2 separate regions of the Mus musculus genome follow, and region 2 is linked to region 1. Evidence: chromatin contacts called from public HiChIP or PLAC-seq data. All regions are on one chromosome and are shown on one strand. The core of a region is the stretch at or near the end of the contact, and the rest is flanking DNA. Distances in the headings are between cores, read along the strand shown. Region 1 overlaps Hnf1b (HNF1 homeobox B). Region 2 overlaps Mrm1 (mitochondrial rRNA methyltransferase 1).

Region 1 (4,225 bases), core at 1,539-4,038:
GTGTCCAGTTTATGTGTCTTCTAGGGATCCACACTCAGTCCTGACGCTCATACAGCAAGGCCGTCTCCCCAGTCCCACCATGTCCTTTTTTAACCATATTCCACTCTCGCATTGGTGGACCTGGGATGCACTTGTTATACATTAACAGGGAACAGACTCTTGACTTTGGGCACCGGGCACTAGTGACATAACATACAAACAAGGTGTTGGAGATGAGCGAAAAGCCGGGCCCTGCAAACAAACTTCCAGATGTTTGCTAACACCGAGGTGTGCTGTCTTGGTCAATCATCAATCTAGCACATGGCCTAGCAAGGGTAATGCTGAGAAAAGCATAAGAGTGTGTCTGCAGGCTGTGTATGGGACAGCCTGGCCATGGACGATGTAGCTCATAACTTAGAAGGAAGATCAAAAGAGCATAAAGAGAGACTCCAGGGACCTTTAAGAAAGTAAGAGCTAAGACTTGGAATTACATCTTATTTTTATTTTTATTTTTATTTTTATTTTTATTTTATTTTGGTGCTTGGAGTCTTATTCTTCCAGGCAAAGGACCTCTACCACTGAGCCACATCCCTAACCCAGAGCCTGGGAGTTTATTATTCTTATTTTATTCTATGTGTATTAATGTTTTGCCTGGATATATGTCTGTGCATCACATGTGTGCCCATGGAGATGGCATTACATCCCATAGAACTGGGGTTCCATACAATTGTGAGCCAGCATGTGAGTGCTGAGAATTGAACTCTGGTCCTCTGAAAGAATAACCAGTTGTTCTAACCACTGAACCACCTCCCTGGACCCATCAAGGAGTTTTTAACCCACTGAGAAGAAAAGGCCTCTTTCCCAGGGTAGCCCGAATAATGCTTCAACTCTAACTTGTTTGTGTTTTGACTGTCAAGAAATCATTAAGACTGAGGTGCTAGAGAGATGGCTCCGGGGTCACAGAGCTAGAGAGATGGCTCCGGGGTCACAGAGCTAGAGAGATGGCTCCGAGGTTAAGGAGCATTGGTTGCTTTTCTAGAGGACCTGGGTTAAATTCCCAACACCTGCCTGACAGTTCACAACGCTTTGTAACTCTAGGCCCAGGGGGTCCAACCCACACAGTGTACAGACACATATGTAGGCAGAATATGCATTCACATAAAATAAAAATAATAGTTAAAAAACACAATAGAAAAAAAACCAAAAGAAACTATAAAGGCAGCGCGCACATATTGCTGTCAGGGAAGAAGGGGCTCTCAGGGGGTTGGGGAGACCACAGAGGACTGAGAAATGTTTCCTACTTGGTTGCCCCATCTGGTTTGTTTACAAAGACTCCCATGAAGGAGGCCAGCTCAGGTCTCCTGAAACTGGAGTTGTCCAGACCAGGGTTCCCCTCAAGACCTACACGTTGTTTTTCTTCCAAGGAACTGGAGACTTGGTCACCTGTGACTCACCTCTCCTGTGTTGCCTACACAGCTCACACGTCAAGGTCTAAAATGGCAAATCCTCCCTCCACCATCCAGCCCCCACCAGCCACGGTCACAGGTGGGGGTCAGACACCTTCCGGGAATGTGTGCAGTTCCGCCTTCGGCGTGGAAGTCAGGAACCCTCAGCTCCTCCCTCCCATGAAACAGAGCATGACCCAGAGAAGAAAGTTTTCCATTTCCTACCCTCACGGTTGGTGTCGTAATCTTCTTGTTGTCTCAAAAGCCCTCTCCCATGCCCTTGTGTTGCCAAAGCCATGAATTGGAGTCTAGGATGGAGGTGGGAGGGGCTAAAGAGGGGTTCAGAGAGACTCGGGGTGACAGGAATCACAATGTCCTATATACATGTGTGAAACTGTCAAAGGACAAATTTGATAAAAGTTAGCTCTCTCTCTGTGTGTGTTTGTGAGAGAGAGAGAGAGAGAGAGAGAGAGACTCAGAACTTTGAACACTCAGATGAGCCTTACTGAGTAGGATAAGGGTTCATCTGGTTGTGGGGCTGTGGTTAGAGGCACAGAAAACTTCAGCAAAAATTGTCATTGACACTGAAGGGACACCACAGCCATTCATGAAATAGTCACTGTACTGGGTGCTTCGTATATGCTATCACACTTCCCCAACAACCCTATTGAGGCTACTCCCATTTTATAGATGAGGAAAGAGAATCAAATAATAATTTGCCCGAGGCTGTACCACTCTGAGGTGCCAGAGCTGAGATTTGAGAGTTGGTAACTGAGCCTTTGAAGTCACTGTTTCTTACTCCAGCCACCACCCCACCCAGCGCACCTGCCCTTAGGTCCTCCCTCCCAGTTCAGAAGTCCCATCTCCTGCCATCCTCTACATCCTGACGCTGTCCTCATCAGGACCAAGGGAGTCAGGAAAGGAGTCGGGGGATTGTTTCAGAGTGAGGTGCTTTCTGGGTTAAAAAAAAAAAAAGGTCTGGTTTTGGAGGCCTTGGAACGGGAAGGATGAATGAACATTTTATCAACACAAATGTCATTGGCAGCCCCAAAACAAACAGCGTCCCACCCGGCTTGCTCCTTTATGAGGCATTCAATCAATAAAATGGGAGCAGGGCTCTGTCAGATTTATTGGCTGGGTTCAAACTGAACACCTCTTCTACCCGCCAAAGGCTGGGTCACCAGCCTACCTTTTGGTTCCTGCTCTGGACAGCCCCCATTTTCCCCGGTGGGGCTACAATGGTTCATTGTTTAAGGCAGGCCTTGTGAGAAGTTGTGTTTGTCTTGCCTCTTATCTTATCAGCTCCAGTGGCCCAGGAGTACTCACCATTTTACTGTCAGGTGAGAGGAGACTGTGGCCTGGGTCCAGGCTGGCTGGGGAGACTTGCTGTAAAACCGACTGGCTGGTCACCATGGCACTGTTACCATGGTGACTGATTGTCGAAGAGGAAGTGACCTCATTGTTTCCCGGCTGGTTGTAGCGCACTCCTGAAAAACAACATGAACCCAATAGGAAAATTAGTGTCACCAGGGCTCCTCGACACTGACTCAGTGCCTCCTGTTTTCAATGGTGGGTGACAAGAAAACAACATTGTTTTCTCCTCCATGTCCACTTGAAAGAACGATCAGCCATCTTCCCTGGGGTGAGGGTGGCGTGGTCTCTACTTTAATTGTAGAATATAAGATTATATATAAATATCATATACAAATCTGTTTTGCCTTTTTGGTTGGGAGCCTTAACCTGTACTAGCTAAGTCACCTCTCCGGCCCCGTGTAAGAGACTTTGGTCTATTTTGGTTTGTTCTTTGTTGTATTGCCAGGGTTTTGGCACTTGATAGTCATTCAGCCAACTTCTATTGAAGGACGGAGGGACGGAAAGGATGGATGGGAAGCAGGAGAAAGAGTTGAACCTTCTGAAGGCATGGGTCTCTCTGAAGGCAGAGGCAGACCAACCCACAAGGGTGAGGCAGATTTCCAATCAGGATAAGGAAGAATTTTCTAGCAAGAAGGGGCAATGGACAGACTTTGGGATTTATAAATGAACAGGGTCCAAGTCCTTCCTTGACTCTGCACCTCTGCCTTCTCCCATGAAACAGAGAGAGTACTGCCTCTCTGGGGCTTCAAGGATTGGAGGCAACCTCTCTCCAGCTCCCAGCATTATGCCAAATACCCCAGGACTGTGAGTGAAGATGCTCGGCAGGGTGAGCTGGTAGTAGGGTAGACCTCAACACATGGATATGAAGATTCTCAAATTCTAGGACTCCCAAAGTCAGACTCTTAACACGGATGGAATGTTCTGGGAGAGAGCAATTTCTAGAAGCTCCTGCTCTGGCAGACTGAGTGCTGCATTGCCCAGGAAGAAGCCCAGGCCTGGCTGCCGCCCTGCTGCTCTTTCCTTTGGAAGTATCTGGACTTCACTCTGATTTCACCTGCATGTTTTGACTCCCCGACCAGCTATTTACCTTCCCAAGATACCCTGCTCCCGAGAGAGCAGTGATAACACTGGGAGTCAGGTGTGTGCTCACCTCCCAGCCTGTCCTCACCATCGATTCGGTCTCAAGTCAAACAGTCTCTGGACTTAGCCTATTTAATTTGGCTGAAGGAAAAGAACCAGCCCTCTGATGATCAAATATAGGTCACAGGGAGGCTTCTCCCCTACCACAGGCTACACAATTATTTATTTTAAAATAATTAACTAAGGATACCCATGGGAAACAAAAGCCTTCCCAAGGTGGTATGGTAAGAGTCCAGAGTCTCTCCTAAGAAGCTAGGCGGCAGAACCCATTTGTTGTGTCCTAGCAT
Region 2 (4,465 bases), core at 1,020-3,519, 930 kb before region 1:
AGAGAAAAAGAAAAAGGGTACTCCTGACTTTCCATTCCCCAGTTCCAGATTACTCCACTCCTCTGCTACACAGCTCTCTCCCTCCGCTCCCACAGTGGGCATTTCAGACTCCTTGTTTCCAGGTCTGACCATGGCTATCTGTTTTTCTAGGACCTGCCCAGCTCAGTTGTCCAGCCCAGACATTACCTCTGACTTCTTGATCCCACAGCTATGTCCCCAGATCCTTGTCCTTGGAGTTACTGTCACACCATCCCCATTTCTCACTGTTTCCTCTGCTACCCTTGTCGGAGTCCCCAGCTCCCTGGACTGGGGCTTGGGCCTCAGCATGGCAGGCATAATGATTCTGCTGAGGCCCGAGTCACACTGCGTCACTTGGCTCATAACCTTTCAAAGCACTAGGTCTGTGGTTCATACTTGTAATCCCAGTACTTGATTGAGAAACTTAAGACAGGAAGATCACCATGGGTTCAGGCCAGCCTGGGAGATATATATATATATGATGTATATGAGTACACTGTCACTCTCTTCAGACACCCCAGAAGCGAGCATCAGATCCCATTACAGATGGTTGTGAGCCATGGTGTGGTTGCTTGAAATTGAATTCAGGACCTCTGAAAGAGCAGTTAGTGCTCTAAACCACTGAGCCATCTCTCCAGCTCATGAGCTCATATCTTAAAAACTAAGACAACTGTTCAAAGCTTTTTTTATTAGTATAAAAGCCCTATGTTTCCAGTGACCCTTGAGACCTAACCCTATGTGATCATTGTCCTGCCACTGGCCAACTTAATAGTCTTTAGGTATGACAGGTGGGTGGGGTCTTCGTGCCTCCATACTTGCAGATCTTCCTGGAAGTCTGTAACCTTCTCCCACTGTCTATGAGAACTTACTCGTTAGTTATCTTCAGACCCGTCTTTTTGCCATCGCTTCAAAGGGGACTTCTACCATCACTGTGTCCCACAGCTGGGATTTTAGTCTGTATGTTCTTGACCTTAGTGCCCAGAGCAAATCCAGACCAGGTAGAGGTCCTGGCTGACTTCCTAAGTTGAAGACATTTCTCAGTGAATGTGCGTGTGCAAGGCTGGACCTGTCCTTGACCGTGTAGCTCTGATGAAGATTCGGTGCACCAGCACATGGCATTTTCTTTCCTCTTCTAGGCCAAGGCCCAGCAGGGGTGGCTCGTGGTGGGCACAGTGGGCTGCCCAGGTCCTGAGATCTCCCAGTCCTCCAAGGTCCCCATCACTAGCTGCTTAGAGTTCGTCTGGGACCGGCCTACCCTCCTGGTGCTGGGTAGGTAGGGTATACCTGCTTTTATATTTGCTGATGTCATCTGCATGTGGACATCATTTGCATGTGGACATCTGGCTAATACTGTCTCGTGTTCTGCAGGCAGTGAGGGCTCTGGTCTGTCCCAGGAGGTTTTTGCCTCCTGCCAGCTGCTCCTTACTATTCTGCCCAGACGCCACCTGCCTCCTGGTCTTGAGTCCTTGAATGTATCTGTGGCCACAGGTGAGTCTACCCCTCCCCTCCCCTTCCCTCCCCTCCCCTTCCCTCCCCTCCCCTCCCCTCCCCTCCCGTTTTCTGATTGATTTAACCTGAACAAGCTTCCCGCTCTGTGCTTCCCTTGTGTGTGTAAAGCAAGCGTGCCCTGCCTGTGTTGTAACCCTATCCTCTTCTTGCCTTTAGGTATTCTTCTACACTCCATTTGCAGTCAGAAGAAGGGTTTCCCTGTACAGGAGAGAGGACAACTTCTCCAAGACTCCTGAGAACCCTTAGCTACGTCTGAAGGACTCAGAGAGGCCCAGTACCCAGGACTACTACCACTGTGGTCAGAAAAACCGGCCAAATGTGGGCTGACATTGACTGTCTGAGATGTGCGTGTGTAGGAACCGCAATGAGTCACACATCCGTCCTCAGGCTTGGATGTAATGGGCCCTCTACTTGTAAGAGCCTGTTTACTGGCTACAGTCAGGAGAACTTTAGAGACCAAAAGAAGTTTCGTATCCAGTTGGAAATGGTAGTTCGCTAGTTTCCAGGACGGGTTAGGACAGACAGTATCTGTCCTGGATCCCAGTGGAAGTCAGGGGGCTGTTCTTGGCATGCGGAGGAGCAAGGCAGTCCAGCGCAGGGTGTGTGGGATGTGAGGGTGAGTTTGTAGAGGGAAGCTGACTGAACAGATGCATATTCCTGTCTCTTGGGATGATGGGGATAGGACACCAGATCTCATCAGCGAGCCCTGAGCCGCTGAGCTGTCATGCCCAGTCTCTCCATTAGGTGGCAGTCTTGCTCTTTGCACCATGGTTTTGCAGGCCCCTTGCAAGGAGAGCCCTCTGTGGAGGTGGGAGTGGAAGGCTTAGAGATAGGGAAAATAGCCAACAGCTTCTAGACACTGGCCAGTCCAGCCCCGTGGAGGGAACCTGTGATCCCAGGCCCTTGTTGCCTCTTTGAGTCTGAGAGGCTGTGAAATCAGGATTACTTTTGTGGAATCCGACTAGGCTTGCCCCGTCCTCTAGAGTCCCACAAGTGGAGCAGAAGTGATATTGCCAAGTAGTGGTTTCACTCTGGGCTGCATGCTGGAACACCTAATAAGCTTTAAAGGAACAAGGCCAACACAGCAGCTACTGTGTGCTGCTGGGAAGGGCAGGAACACCCTGGGCAGTACCATTTCTTTTTGTTTTTGAGGCAGTTCTGTGTATCTATGGTCTCCTGAAACTTGCTATTTAGCCGAGGATAACCTTGAACTTTTGATCCTCTTACCCCACTATGCCCAATTTATATGTTGCTGAGGATAGATCCCAGAGCTTTGTGCAAGCTGGCATTCACTCTGCCAACAGAGCTACATCTGAGCCCTAGGCTGGATAATTCTCTGTTGTAGGAACCGTCCTGAGCATCGTGAGAGGTATCCACCAGATGGCAAGAAGTCTGCACCCTATCTCTCATTATGAAACCAAAACTGTCTCCACACATGGACGGGTATCTGACCGACAGCCCTGAGGGTGGGATGGGAGGACAGCAACCCTTGAATTGGAATCCTGGATGTTGTAAGAGTTGGGGTGAGTTGCCTCCATGCCTCCTTTATATCCTCGGAAGATGTATGTAGTAGGTGCTCAATAAATAAACACTCCTTTCCTCTGTAATCTCCCTGGAGTTGATTTGTAGGTTCCTAACAGCTATGTACACTTACTACAAAATTTGAATCTGTTTACAGAGGACCTATAGTAGTAACGTGTCTTGTTGCTGTTTGGGAAATGCCTGACAGAAACATCTAAGGGAAGGGTTTGAGTTTGAGGAAATACTGTCAATTCATCATACCAGGGAAGACACAGCAGCAGGATGGGTGTGAGGCAGTGCACCCCATCACGGCAGGAAGTGGGGTGAAGGGTGCTGATGCTCCCTTTTCCCTTTTCATTTAGCCCAGGACTCCAGCCATGGCACAATGCTCCCCACACTCAGGGAGAGTCATCCCTGAGTCCTCCCTGGAACACCCTCACAGCCATGCCCCCAGGTGTGTCTCCCAGGTGATTCCAAACCCAGGCAAACAATAAAGATGAACCGTCACAGGGCCCACAATTGCCTTAAAGCTTTCCACCCAAGAAAGACAGTGAACCCTTTTGTCAGCGCCCTTCTCCGTGTGTCCCCAACTGCCACAGATGCGCCAAGGTCCACCAAGCTCGAGTCCAACAATGTGCTCCCTCACTCAAGAGCCTAGGGCAGGGATTTTTTTCCTTTTGTATTGTTTTCTTATTTTTATTAACTCATATAGAGGTTTTTAACATTGCCTGGCCTTGGAGCCATGGGGTAGGGAAGAGCTCTTAAAGCCCAGGGTCACTAGATCAATTAAATAGTGTCCTGGGACTGGAGAGATGGCTCAGTGGTTAGAGCAGTGGCTGCTCTTCCTGAGGTCCTGAGTTCATTCCCAGCACCCACGTGGTGCCTCACAACCATCTTGTAATGGGATCAGATGCCCTCTTCTGGTGTGCAAATGTACATGCAGGCAAAACACCATATACACAAATAAGTAAACCTTTAAAAATAAATAGATGTCTCCAGGGAAGGAGCCTGGTAACATTCTTGCCTTTCTTTCTTCTTTCTCTCACTCTAGAGTGTGTGTGCGCGTGTGAGTGCATGTTCATGAACGTGTGCATGCGACACACAGGTGGAGGTCAAAGGACAACTTGCTGGAGTCAGTTCTTTTCTTTTACCATGTGGGTTCAGGGGATTGAACTCAGGTCGCCAGGCCTCAGGACAAGTGCTTTTACCCACTGAGTCACCCGACCTGCCCCACTTTTTCTCTTTTGGAGGTCCTGGAGATTGAACCCAGGGTCACACTCTTACTAGGTAAACTTGACCACTCACCTATATTGTCAACCCTCTTTATTTTTTTGGAAACAGGGTCCCTGGCTGGTCTTGAATTTATCCTCTATCCCAAGCAGGCTTTGGACATGCAATCCCCCTGCCTCAGGTTCCT

Evidence for each region. HiChIP or PLAC-seq counts read pairs in DNA pulled down with a chosen protein or histone mark.
Region 2: a FOXA1 HiChIP or PLAC-seq map of pancreatic cancer cells shows a contact between it and region 1. The contact joins two enhancer-like sites. A contact is called at or near these places in 2 of 39 promoter capture datasets (cranial neural crest and hippocampal neurons) and 1 of 115 datasets of contacts at active chromatin or transcription factors (pancreatic cancer cells).

Annotation. Positions count from the first base shown.
Region 1 is chr11:83,881,339-83,885,563 of GRCm38.p6, reverse strand. Hnf1b (HNF1 homeobox B) reads right to left here. Exons shown (of 9, transcript NM_009330.3): 5 at 2,751-2,911. Gm51869 (a long non-coding RNA gene) reads left to right here. Exons shown (of 3, transcript XR_003949580.1): 2 at 1,456-1,656; 3 at 2,727-2,810. Among named protein-coding and RNA genes, the nearest start is that of Gm51869, 9.0 kb to the left of the region's middle. Within about 2 kb of position 2,788, at least 51 of the 459 cell types and tissues checked have an H3K27ac peak or open chromatin away from gene starts, as enhancers often do. A contact at or near this core is called in pancreatic cancer cells, where this site is marked.
Region 2 is chr11:84,811,730-84,816,194 of GRCm38.p6, reverse strand. It overlaps Mrm1 (mitochondrial rRNA methyltransferase 1), which reads left to right. Exons shown (of 5, transcript NM_145433.1): 3 at 1,155-1,287; 4 at 1,387-1,506; 5 at 1,684-3,134. The coding sequence ends at 1,763. Among named protein-coding and RNA genes, the nearest start is that of Mrm1, 5.6 kb to the left of the region's middle. Within about 2 kb of position 2,269, at least 58 of the 459 cell types and tissues checked have an H3K27ac peak or open chromatin away from gene starts, as enhancers often do. A contact at or near this core is called in pancreatic cancer cells, where this site is marked.